Linked DNA regions of Mus musculus: regions 1 and 2 are each linked to region 3. The links are chromatin contacts, called in public HiChIP or PLAC-seq and promoter capture Hi-C maps. All regions are on one chromosome and are shown on one strand. The core of a region is the stretch at or near the end of the contact, and the rest is flanking DNA. Distances in the headings are between cores, read along the strand shown.

What was found. Promoter capture Hi-C pulls out the DNA fragments that hold promoters and counts their contacts. HiChIP or PLAC-seq counts read pairs in DNA pulled down with a chosen protein or histone mark.
Region 1: a promoter capture Hi-C map of hematopoietic stem and progenitor cells shows a contact between it and region 3, with 6 times the contacts expected there. The contact joins the promoter of 6430584L05Rik here to the promoter of Inmt in region 3. A contact is called at or near these places in 5 of 39 promoter capture datasets (embryonic stem cells, hematopoietic stem and progenitor cells, liver and 1 more), 1 of 15 datasets of contacts at CTCF or cohesin (the NIH/3T3 cell line) and 5 of 484 Hi-C or Micro-C datasets (brown adipocytes, cerebral cortex, palatal mesenchyme and 2 more).
Region 2: a contact with region 3 is called in an HNF4G HiChIP or PLAC-seq map of pancreatic cancer cells. The contact joins the enhancer-like site here to the promoter of Inmt in region 3. A contact is called at or near these places in 6 of 39 promoter capture datasets (the 3T3-L1 cell line, the C10 cell line, cranial neural crest and 2 more), 2 of 115 datasets of contacts at active chromatin or transcription factors (kidney and pancreatic cancer cells) and 1 of 9 other capture datasets (embryonic stem cells).

Annotation. Positions count from the first base shown.
Region 1 is chr6:55,394,954-55,398,334 of GRCm38.p6, forward strand. It overlaps 6430584L05Rik (RIKEN cDNA 6430584L05 gene), which reads left to right and starts at 1,934. Exons shown (of 4, transcript NR_046179.1): 1 at 1,934-2,020.
Region 2 is chr6:55,355,673-55,359,297 of GRCm38.p6, forward strand. No RefSeq gene overlaps it. Among named protein-coding and RNA genes, the nearest start is that of Ghrhr, 19 kb to the right of the region's middle. Within about 2 kb of position 2,114, at least 39 of the 459 cell types and tissues checked have an H3K27ac peak or open chromatin away from gene starts, as enhancers often do. A contact at or near this core is called in kidney and pancreatic cancer cells, where this site is marked.
Region 3 is chr6:55,173,186-55,177,098 of GRCm38.p6, forward strand. Inmt (indolethylamine N-methyltransferase) reads right to left here and starts at 1,805. Exons shown (of 3, transcript NM_009349.3): 1 at 1,642-1,805; 2 at 101-308. The coding sequence starts at 1,798.

The DNA.
Region 1 (3,381 bases), core at 684-3,183, 220 kb after region 3:
TTATGGGGCCAAACAAAGAGTGTGGTAAGGAGTTTCTGGCGAAGGGTCTGAGCACTGCTGAGCAGCCTTTCAAGAGGAGGCTGGAGGCGCATCCAGGATTTGGCAGCACCGCGCACAGCAAGAGCAGATTTGGCAGGGGATTGGCAGACGTGGGTAGCCAGACGGAAGGGTACTGAGAAGTGAATGGGCCGTGGGAAAGTGGGGGCAGTGTGTTCAGCAGCTCTTGACTGAAGTGTGCCTGGGACAGGAGGGGACACTGTAGGTAACAGGAGGCAATTCTGGGTCCAAGTGGATCCAAGCAGGTGTGACTGTACTTGGCTCTGAGAGAATAGGGCACATGTGTCATTCAGGTGGAGATAGATCACTGGTGGAGGAGGGTGTGGTGCAATCAAATGAAGGTTGCAGGGGACTGAGGAGGACTAAGAATCCAAGTGGGAGCACGGCTGGGAAGAGGGTATTTGCCTAAAGGGAGTAGCAGAAACTCATGGGGCTTGGCATGAGAATTGGTAGAGAGAAGTGGGCTACTGGCTCCGAATTCACCATGATGGCTAGGTTCATGGTTGGCTGGAGTTTGGGTGATAGGAGCATATAGAGATGGGAAAGTATAGTAACTGGAGGGTAAAAAATAGGAGAGGAGGGCACATGGGTGACTGATGACCAGTCAGTATTAATAATCTGGGAACCTCAACTAGAGAAGGCAGGGTTAGCCTTTCTCGGAGACAAGACATAAGAGACTTGGCTCTATTTGCAAGAGAGCATATGCAGTGGGCATGGAGCTGAGGGGAAGGATGCAGACTGAATGGGACGTGGACCTGGGAGGTTTAGTGTCAGGGTGGAGTAGCAAGCTGAGGAGGAACCCTGGGAGGAGAGGAGGCTCTGTGCATGCAGCTGGGTCCTGGGGTCCTGATAAAGCAAAAGAAGAGACTGCGGGGAGTTGGGGGCATTGTGGAGACAAGGAGAGAGAAGACTAGTAGGGTACTGACCATTTGTCTGGGCATTTCTGTCAGCCAAGGTGAAGGTTGGGGCTTGAGGGACTAGGAGAACTTGGGCCAGAGTCTCCTGAACTCTGGGGCACCTTCAGAGGTCCAGGAATCTCAAGAGGTGGGACTCAACATGGGAGGGATAGCAAAGAGAGAGATAGGGCCAGGATGGAGAGGACCCGGGAGAGCTGCAATTGCTATAGGAAGCCTGTGTCTTGAAGCTTGTGTCTAGAAGCCTGTGATGCCTTTAGCCTGTGGCTTCAGGGGCTCCCAGAGGCCCCACGCCTGGAGCCCTTATGTGGTGTTGGAACATAACAAGAAGCAGCAGGGTTGGATTTATTTTTTCAGTCAGCTCTGATTGGCTCACTCATGTGTATGAACCTCTTCCTGTGGACAGTGCTCTTTCTGGCTGGCTCGCAAGCTTACGCTCATCTCAGCTCTCCATTCTTCCCTCTAGGAGGCTCCAGTTCCCAGATTCAGGGCAATGAAACCAGAATAGCACACACAGCAGCTGTGCTGCCTCAATAATACAAACATCTGGGTCCTGGGGCTGCCAGAGTGGCTGGAGCCTTTCTGCATGCAGACAGCCAACATCTTCCTAGTTAGAATTTCCCCCTGCCCCTACTTTCTCTTTCTTGTCCTCTCTTCCCCTCGAGGTCATTCTAACCCAGGTAGTGTGTTGTTACATGATACGTGATGAGAATGTGTGGCGCTCTCCCTGCCTCTCAGTGAGGAGAAGCAGGTGGGTAGCATACGTGTTCACAGATTCTTTTGGGGCTCTGGCTTCCCTGCAGCAAGTAGGTGGGTCCGCGAGCCTCCCTCCCTCAGAGGCATTGCATAAGCAGCCGCAGCCCTGAGTACATTCCCATGGTTACCGGGCTGGGAAAGGCTGGCCGAGATGGCATCGCCATGGCACCGGCATGGTCCACAGCTCTGCTGGGCGTGGCTCTGGTATGTGTAGCTCTGGTCTCTTGCTGGACAGATGGCCTTCACAGAGGGCCCTCCCAGACATCCAGTGGCCTTGGATATCATGATGTGAGGTAAGCAGACAGGAGCAGTCTGGGTGGAATTTGAGGGCTTCTCATGTCCTCACAGAAGGCCTTCAGTGGCTCAGCCAGCAGCCTTGCTGTGCGGTAGCTCTGAAACCAGTTTTTCCTCATCAAGGGCTCAGCACAGACCAGATGGGCCAAGCCACAGCTCTGCCCATTGCCTACACCCCCTTGGAAGCCCCTTACTCAAGCCCATAGGAATGAGGAATATGGAGCCTGGGCTCCATAGCCATCTGTGTTTGGCCACCCTCAGGCAGGCTGTGCCCAGGGATGCTACAGTCAGGGATAAGATCTTCAGACCTAGGCCTGTCTGGGGGACACAGGAGAAGAAGGGCATGTGAAATGGGTGGTCGAGCTGTCAATGCAGCTGTGGGGATGGCTTGAAAGGAGAAAGTCGGAAAAAGGGGCTGGCAAGAAGGCAGAGGCAAAATTCTGTGTGTCTCTCCATGATCATGTCTGCATATGAAGGCTCAAAGCTAGTCTCTGTGGTGCTAGAGCACAGGAAACTCCATGTAGAAGGTAGTTGGATGGGGAGCAAAGATGCCGTGTGGGGCCCGGGGAAAGCTCAGTAGGCATTCCTCCTATAGGGACACCACCAAGTAGTTCCCTGAAGCTCAAGCTTGCGTCTGTGATTGTCCTATAAGATGTCCCACAAAGGGTCACCCAGTTCTTCCAGCCAACCAATAAGGATCATCCAAATCATTCTAACCAGGGTGATGTCCTAACCCATCCTCTTGTCACAGTTTTCCGTGTGTAAGTCACATCATGCTGCATCAGACTCCATGCAGACCCTAAACTGAGACTCTCTTGTCCTTCACAGCCCATGTAACAAATAGGGACAAAATAAACCTTATCACCTCCCTGACGTGACATTTGTTTTTAAAGTAGGACACCTGGAACAAAAAAGCAGAGTGTCCTCTCATTTGGCTGAGCACTGTGTGTCAAGCCTCTCAAATGGTCCAGAATGTCTGTGAACGTGCAGTAAGTGTCAGCTCTGGAGCTAGCCAGCCAGGAAGTCCTATACAGCAAGGACCAGCTATACATTATCGAAGCATTCCATTTATATGGCCAGTCTTCCCTCTGCTTCACTTACAGCCATATCCACAGATGGAGTGGGTCCTAGTCATGATCCATAGCAGATGTCTGTCTTCAACTGTTTTGTGTTGCTAGGACAAAATGCTTGAAGTTGAGTAATTCGTAAAAACCAGGCATGAGATTAACTCACAGTTCTAGGTGCCCAAGAACATGGGGACATCTCAGATTTGGTGAGGACCTCTAGGTTCCTCAACACGTGGTGGATGCATCACACTGGGAGCACATGCGGAAGGGTGTGTGTTTGAAGACTTCACAGG
Region 2 (3,625 bases), core at 864-3,363, 180 kb after region 3:
AACTTTATAAACACATTGCCATGTTTGATGCTGATACATGAGCTGAGAGTGAGGGATTCAGTACTTAACGACATCCGAGAAATCCTTAGGTGTCAGGCACTATTCTGGCTGCTGGGTAGTAAACTAAAGGGGCAGTGTTTACATTTTATGAAGAACAAATCAGAGAATTTAGGCAACAAGCCCGAGGATGCGAGAAAAGGCAGACTGATCCATATCTGGAGCCAAGCTGGGGAGTTCTGGGGCAGAGTTCTTTCCACATCTATGCACCGGTTGGGCAGAACGACTGATGGTGTTCATGTCAAGGCAGCTCACTTCTGAGCCTCCTTTTCCTTAACCGACTTCAGGGCTGTTGGCTAAGCAGCAAATCATTGCTCATGGGCAATGATAGAAATTAAAATTTTACATGAGAACAGCTGTCCACTTTTGAGCTCGGTCTAGGCATTGGCATCTTCAGAATCCATAGGAAGAAGGCACGCATGGCTCTCCAGCAGGGGAAGTGACATACCAAAGCATCCTTGAACTGCAAGTGCCCTGAGCCCCTCCCAGTTCCCCCTGAACTGCTCTCTGGGTTATCAGGGGAAGCAGCTGAAGCTGTGGACAAACAGGCAGGGCAGGCAGGGACACGGGGACATGTGGTTTATAAATAAGGGTGGGCGGGACAAAGACAAATCAGGTAGGAGGTGGGGAGGGGAGCTGCAGGGAGAGGCAGAAGGCCTTAGGTCTCTACCCCACCTTGGATTTACACCCCTTCCCCAAGAAACAGGCTCCTCCTCAGATCAGAACTGACTGTCATCATTCCTCCTCCGTCACCTTCTCCCCACTGCACCCCACCAAGCCCCAGGCCCAGAAGCTCTGAAGGAAGCTCAAGTGGCAAAGTCCTGGCCCAGCCCCATGTACTCCCAGAGGGATTAGGGCTGCTCTCCTCTCCCAAGTCTTCCAGGCTCTCTGAACCACACCAGGATACATTCTAGATTTGTAAATGGAAGGAAGGGCTCCTCAGCACCAGGTGCTCAGGAAAAGGAGGGAGCTAATGAGTGTGTGTGTGTGTGTGTGTGTGTGTGTGTGTGTGTGTCCCAGTGTTGACTCTTTCTCTCAAGGCTTCACCCCTCTTGCTTGGAACAATGTGACTTTCTCATTTTTTGCCTCTTTCAGCTTTCCCAAGCACTTCAATTATTTATTTCATTAGAAAATAAAAAATAATATAAAATAAAATATATAGTTGGGCATTGAGGTATGCCCGAGAATTAGGAATTCCAAATCAACCACTGTGAGTTTGATGCTATCCTGGTCAACATGAGGCAGAGTCAGACAGCCTGGCTTAGAACCTGGGGTCTGATACCAACCATTTGATCTTCAATGATCACTGTGGCCTCAGTTTCTCCATCTACAGAATGGGTCATTGTGGACTTAGACTCTGGCACCACAGAGCTCTGGCTCACCTTTCTTAGTTCCCCCCATCTGCAGCTGCTGTTCTCTTCCACCTATACATTAAAGGCTGGATAAACCCCAAGTGGGGTTGAGTCACCATTTCCCCAGGCAACTATTTTCCCCAAGTACAGGGGGCGACAATGCAGAGTGGAGAAAGAAAAGAAACAGAACTAAAGGAGAAAGTGGGAAGGGCTTGGCCTGGAGGTGCCTCACTTTGTGGATCCCACCATGGCTCTAAGTGGAGTGCCTGGCCCTGGGGCACTGGCCTGGGCCTGAGTCCTGTGTGACTCAGGGCTGTGTGGCCCTGGATAGGTCTGCTCTCCTCTCTGGTTCTCAGTGTCTCTGCCCAGAAATCGAACAAGGGAAAGGTTTTTTCCCTTGCTTTTCCTGCCGTGCCCAGGAGTCAGGGCCAGCTGGAATTCAACCTGTAGCCCTTCTTGTTCTTTCTCTGCGGGGGCTTGGGGTTTCTCCCCTCAGGATGCTCCCACAGTGCTCTGGGCACACTCCTCCCTGGGTTCTTTAAGCTATTATGCCGTGACTGCTTTACCACCACTTAGAGAACCTCCTTTTCTCCTGCAAACTATCCACACAGGGCACATGCAAGGGACAGCTGAGACTGTCCAAGTCACAGGAGTCCCCGCTGCTAGGAGGAGGGCAAAGTCTGTGGAGAAGTTGGAAGTTTATAAAAGAATGAGTTACCCATGTACGCATCAAAGCACTCTTCCGCTAGAGGAAAACAAAGTGACACTGTTCCCACATCGCCTGGCTTGGCTGGAGGCCAGCGTTCCTCCTCACCCTTGCCTCTCGCAGCTACCTTGCCCTTCACCTCCACCCCCTTAGCAGTTACCCTGACCAGATACTGGCAGAAAAGGAAGGGGGGTTCCAGGAAATGAAGCAGGGGTCTGGGCAGGGTGGCATTGAGTGGACATGGTCAAGGACAGATATAGCGTGGTCCTTCCACCCTCTCTGGGGAAACTGGAATGCTCTTCCTCTGGGACCTCCTTGCTTCTCACAGGTAACTCTGGGCCTTCAATGTCCAGTACATGAACCCTAGAAATTCATACCATAGAAGTCTAGCCTTTACCTTGACCCCAATTTTGACCCTTAATTCTAAGACAGAAGACACACTAAACTCTGGACAGAAGTATCTCTGAGAGTGACCCACGAAGGCTGGGTCACCACAGGAATCAGGAGAGAGTGGCCAGCAGCTGCTTAGCTATGGTGAAGAGATGCCGAGGATGAGGAATGTGCCTTTGGGCTATCCGTTCCCAGGTGCCAGGGTCCCTGCTTTTTCTAGACCAGTCACCTCGACATTCCAAATGCTGCAAGCCTTTAATACAGTTCCTTATGTCATGGTGACCCCCCCCCCCCAACCATACACTTTTTTGTTGTTACTTCATAACTGTATTTTTTCTAGTTATAAATTGTAATGTAAATACCTAATATATAATCCTGTGACCCACAGGTTGAGAACCGCTGTTCTAGACTGTTTCTTTTCTCTGGAAGGAGGGCAACATGGGAGCAAATCTAGGAATTATGGTTGCTCTGATCTTACCCGGAGTACGACCCGTGAGCTGCGTCAAAAAGCCATTTGAGCCAAGTATCCAGAAGCAGCTAACCCCCTGAGGCTGTCCATGTCTAAGGCTCCACCCCAGCCTGGGTAAGTGTTTGGGACCCTTGACAATTGATTGGGAAATTATCTGGAGTCTGTAGCTAGAAAGAGATGTAGTTGCTCAGTTTCACCACTAGGGGTAGTGGATGCAGGCGGGACCAAAAAGTCTCAGCTAAGCTTTGCAGACACTAGGCTGCTCTCTGTGCCAGGGAGAAGGAAACTGCCCACTATCAAAAAAATCCACCTGTTTATGGGATGGGTAGAAATACTTCACCCTGGTATCTCTAGTACCCACCCAGTGTGGTAGAAAAGCCCTACCATTCGCTACTGCCACAATTTAAATGTAATTGTATATGTAATGTCCAGATAATTAAAAACACACACACACACACACACACAAGAATATTGGAGTAAAAGATAATGCTTGTTTTGGCGGTTTACCCACATTACAGCACTCCCTTCTCTGTCCCTGGGAACATATAGACATTCAGGCAGACACTTATATATATAAACATTGGGTTAAAAAAAAAAACGACTTCTGCACTTTCTGTTTTTCTCTTAAAACCTATGCATTTTAATGATACT
Region 3 (3,913 bases), core at 555-3,054:
AAGTGAGGTGAGTGGTGAGTTCCTGAGCTGTCTGAGCCACAAAAGGGCCTTATCTGAGAAGGATGAGGTGGGTGGACAAAATGGAACCACTTGCAGGTACCTGTCTCCCTCCAGCTCACATGCATGTTGCACTATGGAGGACCAGTCGTAGGCTCCTGGCTCTTTCTTCAGCCACTTCTGCAGCTCCTGCAGGTTCTGCGGGGTGTAGTCAGTGACAATGATCTCCCGGAAGACCTCGCATGCTGAAAGCAGCTGGTAGATGGTAGGGCCAGAGCCAATGTCGATCAGGACGTCGCCCCCTACACCTCCTGGGGAGATAGCATGGCAGGTCTCCGCACCCTGACCTCACATCCTGCTGAGTGACTCCAAACCACCTTAGGATTCGCCAGCTGGGAAGGGGAGCAACCCCTTGCCTCTGGGCTGTACATTGACAGGAGTGGGGAGCAATGCCGGGGGTGGGAAACAGCTGACATTCTTAACTGCCTCCCCATGACCCAGGATACTAGTGGAGGCCTGGGAGGTATGTCTGGTCTTCCAGATAAATTCAGGATTACTGTCTCTCTCTCTCTCTCTAATCAGTTGGCATAGGCTAACTTCAAAGAACATTGGATTTAGAAAATTGGGGGAATTGGTAGAGTGGCAGGGTCTGGGATAAAGGCTGAGAAGGACACCAGCTAGTTCTTAAGAGCCCTTCTGATTTTCTAGGAAAGGCAGCCACACAGAAGAAAGTGTGGCAGAGAGCTAATAGTAACACGAGCAAGAATAAAGCCTAAGACTTCAAGTGACCCAGCACTAATGGGGAGAATGTGCTCTGTGTGACCCTGGAGGTCAGTTGCTCAGTGTACCTCCACCCCCCACCCCGGGTATGCCCTCTCAGCCTGCCCTCTCCCTTCTGCAGTCTCCTTTTATACCTACCATGCCTCTGCCAAGGACTGAAGTCTGTTCTATACCCCAGCTTTCTCCAGCAGCACCAGGCTTTCTTCCCTCTGTATTCTGAGGTTGTTCCTTGCTACCCGTTCCTTGGCACCGAATGTCTGGCTAAGAAGGCTTTTGTGGGGGAGTACACTGAGTGACCTCCAGGGTCACACAGAACACACTCTCCCCATTAGTGCTGGGTCACTTGAAGTCTTATGATTCATTCTTGCTGCTGTTACTATTAGCTCTCTGACTTTGACTGGCCACCCCTGTCCCTCCCTAGCCTTAGTCTGCCCTTAGACATTGGGGGCAAATCATGGAAACTTGTATGCATGTTTACAGGGAAGAATTTTCATCAGGGATTTTTTTCAGAGAGACTCAAGGTTCCAAAAAGGCTGCAGAGCTTTCTGGAAGGCCTCTGGCAAGAGGAGAGGGAAAAGTAGCCTTGGTGCCCAGTCCTATGTCACTTCTCTCAGCATGGGCCTAGGAGCTCCACAAATCTGGGTATACCCCTCAAAGCTTACGAGTGTAGCTACTGAGGCTGATCATGGGTGCAAGGCAAGTTCTTCACTCCTGAGGCATGGCTCTTCTGGATCTGCACACATTGCCATCTATGGGCCCTGTGGGCCTTCAGACCAGTCACCTCTGTAGCATCTGTATATACAGAATAAGCTCTCCCTGTTGGCATGGTTCCAGCCCCTCCCCAGGGAGACCTCAGCCACTCACCTGTAGAGAAGGTCTGGTAGAGGTTCTGCAGGCTAAACTTTACGATTTCCTGCTCTGCCACAGGGCCAGAGTGGAAGCTGTAGTAGGTGGTCAGGTAGTCTTTGGGAGTGAACTCTTTTTCATAGTCCTCACCTCCTATGTATACCTTGCCCTCCATTCTAGCCAGCCCACACAGCTGTCCAGACTCCTTTGCCCCTACTGAATGCTCACTCCTTCCCACCATGCCTTTTATAATCTTTTTATAAGACCTCCCTTCTCAGGGAGGAGCTAGGGTCCCTGGAGATGGTTTCAGAGTGCAGGTGTCAGATTCCTGGCTGGATTTGATTTTTGTGATGAAGCAAGAGAATGCTAGATTCCTGGCTGGATTTGATTTTTGTGATGAAGCAAGAGAATGCTAGAGGGCCTCCAGTCCTGTCCTGGGTCACTGGGCCCTGAAGCTCTCATCCCTGGCCCTCTAGGGTGGCATGTGGACAACTGGGATCAGGAGAGAGAGACAGAGAGAGAGAGAGACAGACAGACAGAGACAGACAGAGACAGATATATATATGGAGACACAGAGAGAGACAGAGAGAGAGAGAGAGACAGAGAGAGAGAGACAGAGAGAGAGAGAGAGAGACAGAGAGAGAATTACATAGGGACAGAGGTACACAGACAGACAAAGAGAAAGAGGCAGAGACCAAAGAGATGAGGGTCTCATTAGGGATGCTTCACTCATGGGGTTAAGAGTAGAGGGTGGAGACACAGGGCCAGGCTCCCAGCCAACACATTCACGGCCCCTGGGCTTCATCTTTGATAAGGCAAATAAAACAAGAACCAGAACAGAAGTGCTCCCCAGGCTGGGGAAGTAGGAGGACCAGAGATCTTCAAATCTCTCTGCTATTCTACACTCAGTGAACTTGCCTTTGTAAACAGCTTATCTTTAACTGAGTTAATGATTCCCCAGCGGTTTAAGGTTTAAGTCTTGTTTTCTCATTTGGCTTAATGTTTTCTTTCTTTCTTTCTTTCTTTCTTTCTTTCTTTCTTTCTTTCTTTCTTTCTTTCTTTCTTTCTTTCTTTCTTTCTTCCTTCCTTCCTTCCTTCCTTCCTTCCTTTCTTTCTTTCTTTCTTTCTTTCTTTCTTTCTTCCTTTTCTTTTTCTTATGCTCGGGAGTAAACTTTGACAGCACCTCCCCAAATCACTAGGCCTGTGTGTTGCCAAGCCCTGTATTTGGACAAACAATTGAAAACGTGTCACAACACTGCACAGAGCGCCACCCATCCACATCCACGTGTGTGCACATGTGCATCTTGTCCTCTGCCCCCAGAATCATCAGCTCACTTAGATCTGCTGTGGTCTGGTCTGGTTGCTTTGAAAAATGATGCCCCAGTTTGCCGTCTTTTGCTTTGGTAAACAACCATGACCCAAAGCAACCTGGGAAGGAAAGGGTTTATTTGACTTGCACCTCCTGACCACAGTTTGTCACTGAGGAAGGGCAGGGCAGGAGCTCAAGCAGGAGTAGAGGTGGGGACATTGAAAGACCACTGCTCACTGGCTTGCCCTCCATGGTTTGCTTAGCCTGCTGGCTAAGGGGTGACACCACCCGCAGAACACGGGGCTCACCCACATCAGTCATTAATTAAGGAAACACTCACGGGCCAGTCTGATGAAGGTCACTCCTCACTTGAGGATCTCTCTTCCCAGGTGACTCTAGTGTGTGTTAGGTTGGAAAAAATAACCAACTAGACCTGCTACTGCAAAGGGAAAATGGACAGAGGCTGTGTAGACTCTTACTCTGCTGTAAGGGAGTCTGCAGTGATCACACACACACACACACACACACACACACACACACACACACTTGCCTCATCTCTTTCTAAGTCATCCAAGGGTGAGAGTGTCTGGGTAGCAAACTTCAGAGTGGGTTCCCAGGGGCAAACGTTGGGAGGATGGGCATGCCACAGTGGGGAAAGTTCATGACACTGATTGCCTACTATGTGACAGGGGTCTCCTGGCTTTTTCACAACAACCTGCAAGGTATCTGCCCCCTCAACAACAAGGAAGTGGGCAATGTGATGCCCCAGGTCGCTGTCAGCAGCAGAGGCCCCAGATTCACGCCCAAAGTGGGAACACAGACTCAGCCCCAGCCTCACCCTGCTCATCATCCTTCAGGCTCTCTGACCTTCAGTTGGGTGGTTCATGGACTTGCTCACACACTGCCTTATAAGCTCAGGGAATCAATCACTCCCAGTGATTGATCCTGTCCCTGGATCTCCATCATGGCCCCAGACACTAT